Linked DNA regions of Gossypium hirsutum: region 2 is linked to region 1. Evidence: chromatin contacts called from public Hi-C data. All regions are on one chromosome and are shown on one strand. The core of a region is the stretch at or near the end of the contact, and the rest is flanking DNA. Distances in the headings are between cores, read along the strand shown.

What was found. A called contact is a pair of places that touch in the nucleus more often than the background predicts.
Region 2: a contact with region 1 is called in a Hi-C map of leaf, with 2.1 times the contacts expected there. The contact joins the promoter of LOC107923984 here to the promoter of LOC107924030 in region 1. A contact is called at or near these places in 2 of 34 Hi-C or Micro-C datasets (both in leaf).

The regions. Positions count from the first base shown.
Region 1 is chrA11:14,584,719-14,587,396 of Gossypium_hirsutum_v2.1, forward strand. It overlaps LOC107924030 (guanylate-binding protein 5), which reads left to right and starts at 1,367. Exons shown (of 18, transcript XM_016854285.2): 1 at 1,367-1,577; 2 at 1,687-1,841. The coding sequence starts at 1,753.
Region 2 is chrA11:14,879,662-14,882,339 of Gossypium_hirsutum_v2.1, forward strand. LOC107923984 (phospholipase A1-Igamma1, chloroplastic) reads left to right here and starts at 1,332. Exons shown (of 2, transcript XM_016854217.2): 1 at 1,332-2,678. The coding sequence starts at 1,554.

The DNA of each region.
Region 1 (2,678 bases), core at 117-2,616:
AGTATGTAATAATTAGTGGTAAGTAAAATTCTAAGATTATGTATTATGTAATAATACTTTTTAAAAATTCATTTATAAAAATTTAATATATTATTAAATATTTAATTAGAATTAAAATTTATGTAAGTACTTACTAAATTTTGAAGAAGCTTAACATGTTTTTAAAATATAATGCGGAGATAATGCTTGGGAGGTAAATGTTTTGTTTAAACTAGATGGATCACATCTCATCATTAACAAGGTGTTTTGAATTGTGAATTGTGAATTGTGAAGACAAATGATGGATTTTGAGTGTCATGTATATTGATAAATAATTAATTGAAATAGAAAAATGGTGTTATAGGTGCTTGATGACTTGAAATCAAGTGAAAATGTTCAAGGTAAATATGGATAATTGTTATTTATTAAACTTAGTGCCTAAATAGGCATTCTTTACTCGAGTTATTAGTTTAACTTCAGTAAGAAATATTACAAAATAGTTATACAAATATTTTATTATTATTAAACAACGATTTAGGCTTAGAAGTCATGCTAATAAAACACTCAAACATTAGCTTCTGCTAATGCATTGACAATGCCTAAATATACTTAACGAAACAAATGGAATATTAAGTGTAATTGCTTACATAAAAAATCAACAAAATACTAAATGGTTCCCTCTATAGGTTCAAATCAACATTGAACACGATATAAGATAGAAGCCTACACTCATCGTGCTTACAATTAGTGTGTTGAAAGTGCTTGTCTTGTTTCATGGAGTTTTGAACCAAGAAAGAAGACCTAAAGCTGGAGAAAAAAAAAACCTGTCAGTTCAATTCAAACATAAATATATGGAGTTCGGGTGGACCTTAAACTGATCACTTATTATGTTACACTAGATTTTATTTTGGATTAATCATGGGCTTTTTATTCCAATTTAATTTCAACCCTTATATTTTTTTCCATTTAAAGTGACACTAATGAATTTTACGTGATGGTTTGATGGTCAATAATATTCATTGTCCTAAATGTAGCCTAAATTTGAGTCGCACTGATCGTATTAGTTGTTTAGGCTCTACCCTATCATTGTAGTTCTCCCTTAAAAAAAATGCACTAATATACCAACCTTCTTTTATTTCTACTATATATAAAACTAAGTACAACCGATTAAAAATTTTAAAATAATGTGTGTTCTTGTGATCATTTTGCGTGTGTTTTATATTGACAAACTCAGAATTGTTGAAAATTTTCAAATTGACTATGAAAAAAAAAAGAACAAAAAAACAAAAATCATATTACTTTTCATCATCCAATGGAATCTAGACAAGCTTAAAACTCTATATTTATAATTAAGTTCAACATAGCAATACAGTGAAAAACTCGACCCAATCAATGATAAATAAAGCAAAAAAAAAAGTGTGAATTTTGGAAACCAAAATTTTTTGTTTGTAAAAGAAAATAAAAGGCTCGGAAGATGAAAACGGTGGTAGGCTAACTTAGAGCTTCAACTTCCCAGATCTGTCTGGACCGCTTGACGCTAAGTTGAAAAAACCTACGAGATGTACATTTGTGTTAACCCACCAATAGAACCAAGCCAAGTAAACTTTTGACCTTCTATCCTTCTTAACCACAACATACCCTCACCATAATTTCAATTCTGCACTTGTGACTTCCTTTCCACTTTCTTCATTTTTTTTTGTAGTGCAGCAGAACTCTCTTGGCACGCACCTTCACCATTCTATCTGCATTTGAACAATAGGATCTTTGCTAATAATGGATATTTCTCACTGGGTCTTTGTTGTTTCGGTTCTTCTCCTCTTTTTGGCATCTGGATCTTTCTCAATCGACAATTTTCACCAACCGTAAGTTTTCTTTTCTTTTGTTATGTTTAAAATTTTATGATTTCTTGTTGAATCACTTTTTAGCTATTGGAGTAGTTATCAGTTGATTAAGATGTGATGGAGTTACCTTTTTGCATGTTTCTAAGACCTCGGCGGGAGAAATTGGTTTATTGGTGGTTACCGCCTCCACTTTTCTCTAACAAAAAATTTGAAGTTTTAACTTTTTCTTTTCTTGGATGCGTTCCTGATTTGGTTTAAGAAGCTTAACATGAACTCTGAATGATTGTATTATTTTATTATCTATGTGTAATATAAGTAGAATAATGTTATGAGAGGCACTTTGAAACTTGATGGCGTTAGCCCTTATTGGCAATTGAAGTTAAACGGAAAAAAGAAATCTTGTTAAAAAAAGTCACAGCCGGATTCAAATCTAACATACAATTTCTTAGTTAGGATAGATCATGGTGGTCGTTTTTTGATTCGAACTAATGGAAATTAGCTTGCTCTCTAGAAGAGGTTTCACAGTTCCTCAGTTGTCTTAGATCACTCGTTTCTGGTGCGTTCTATCTTATAATTAGTATTGACTTTATCTTCATCTCACTTGGTTTGAAGTTAGAACGTTATGTTGAGTCTTTGGTTTATGTGAAGACCACCCAAACTTTTTTTAATGTTTCTCTGCTATATACTTCAAGCCTAAGGTTTATATATAAAGGCACAGTTTATTTTTGAGAGCAAAGCAAGTTTTATAGATCGTACGGTCTGTGACATCATACATGTGCACCAAAAGAAGCAAAGGTACAGGATAAGGATCCATATAACCATGCTTGGGTTGCATCATATCTAGATTATATGCGTTGT
Region 2 (2,678 bases), core at 82-2,581, 290 kb after region 1:
TCTTTGTTTTATTAGGGCTTGAGGCTTGAGATTATGTTTTTGACATTAAAATAATTTAAAATTTTAATAAAAATATAAATTACAGTTCAATTATTATATGCATCAACCACTTTGAATCTTATTTTTCCTCAATCGTCCTGTCATTATCGATCTTTGATAAATAAGTCCAAGTCATTATGTACGCTTAGTTATTTAGTATATTGTTCAAGTTGAAAGAAAATTAGATTGGTCAGAATAGTTGAAAATTGAAAAAATATAGTTAATTGGTAAAAGAAAAAATTGAATAAAATGGGTAAAAGGTCTGTTTTAGATTTTCTTTCCAGCAATGAGATTTACTCTCTTTTTTTTTTGGTTTAATACTTAATATTATATTAATTTTTTTATTAAACTGACTTTAAATTTTAAACAAGGAAAAGAAAAAGGTGTTGGTGATATTTAAAAAGTGATTATAAATTTTATAGTGATATATAGTTGCGTTAAATTTAATAATGTATATACATAGCATTGTATTGAATTATATATGTTTACACTGCAACTTGCAAGAATATGTGTTCAATTTCTTACTCTTTATATACTTGTTTACATATATCTATCTTTAACTTATACATAATCTATTTTATAAGTACGGGCTAGAAGCACCCAGAAATAAAAAAGCACTACTCAATATCGATTTGAATTAGCCCATCCTCAATGGTAGGTAGAATTTGTATACAAAATTTAGAGTATATTTGTACTGTAGGGAGTAATTGAATAAAAATTTAATTATTAGAGTAATAATTATACTTTGTTTTAGTTATAAAGAATTGTAATTCTTCAAATGTGTTTTAATAACAAAGTGTAATTATATTGTAATTTCCTATGTCATGTTTGGTAGTACACATTGTAATTACATTGTTGATTTGGGGAAGACTAAAAATTTCACTTGAGGCTCGACCCATTTAAAAAACGGGTCTTATTTTCTTTTTCAAGTTCACTTTTTAGACTTATATATTTTTATTCAAATCTTCTCGCTTTTAGAACAAGTCTTTGAACTTGAGTGAATAACTTAAACTATGAATATGTTTAGGTTTAGGTACAACTATGAGGTTTGTAGTTAATATTTTAATTCAATTAAAATTTTATAAAAATATTATTCTGTAATTAAATTAAATTATTTGAGAATATTTTAATTTTTTTATTTAAAAAACTGATGTTCATTAAGTGCTTTATACCTAAAACAAAATTTGAAGTTTACTTGTCATGGATGAGGCCAATTCACGGACGAAAGATTTACGCGTTGGGAGGGCGGTCCCTGGAAGGGTGTTCCGTGCTAGACTAAATGAAAAATTTTCCTGAAAGGGAGTTCCGTCCTTTCTCAAAGAAAATACAAATACAGAAATGGTTGAAGGTATCACATGATATATTTATTTGCATGAAACTTGATGATGCCGAGAACTTTCTTGAAACCTAAAACTAGTTAAAGTTCACCAACACCATTGACCAAAATAGTTAAAGCTCACCTCTATCCTACATATTAAAACCTCCCCCGTTTCATCCAAAGCTTGCTACCTTCAATGGCCATTTCTCTATCCAAAACCTTTCTTTCCATTGCTCATCAGGTTTTTCCGTCTGAAAAATGCCGTCCGGTGTCGTTTTCAGGCCGGGAACCTCAGCTTCAACGTACTACAAGTATGGGATTTGCCACAAGGTCGCTTAGGATGCCTAGGGTTTCGTCTAAAACAAGCGGCTCCTTGTTCTCTTCCATCGACGAACTCGACAAGGAAACACGAGAAGAAAGACGAGTGGCGGATGTATGGAGAGAAATCCATGGCGTGGATGACTGGGTTGGGATGTTAGATCCTATGGACCCTCTTCTACGGTCGGAGCTGATTCGATATGGCGAGATGGCACAAGCCTGTTACGATGCTTTCGATTTCGACCCATTTTCCAAATACTGTGGAAGTTGCAGGTTCACGCCCCGTCAGTTCTTTGACTCCCTAGCCATGGCGGACCATGGTTACGTGGTCTCCAGGTACATCTTCGCAACATCCAACATTAACCTTCCCAATTTTTTCAAGAAATCTCGGTGGCCCAAAGTGTGGAGCAAGAGTGCGAATTGGATAGGCTACGTCGCTGTTTCCAACGACGAAATATCCAAACGCTTAGGCCGTCGCGACATCGTCGTCGCTTGGAGGGGAACCGTGACCCGCCTGGAGTGGATTGCGGATTTAATGGATTTCCTCAAACCCATTTCTTCGAACAAAATCCCATGCCCCGATTCAACAGTAAAAGTAGAATCAGGCTTCCTCGATCTCTACACCGACAAAGATGTGAATTGCCGCTTCTGCAAGTTCTCAGCGAGGGAACAAATTTTAACCGAAGTGAAAAGGTTACTCGAAATCTACCAGCTTGAAGAGCTAAGCTTAACAATAACTGGTCACAGTTTAGGCAGTGCCTTGGCAATTCTCAGCGCATATGATATCGTGGAAACGGGTCTAAATGTGCTGCAAGATAGCAGAGCTGTCCCAGTGAGCGTGTTTTCCTTTTCGGGTCCTAGGGTAGGTAACGTGAGGTTCAAGGAACGGATGGAAGTGCTGGGAGTTAAAGTGTTGAGGGTGGTGAATGTGCATGACATAGTCCCTAAATCCCCAGGATTGTTCTTCAACGAAAACGTGCCACTATTGTTGATGAAGATGGCT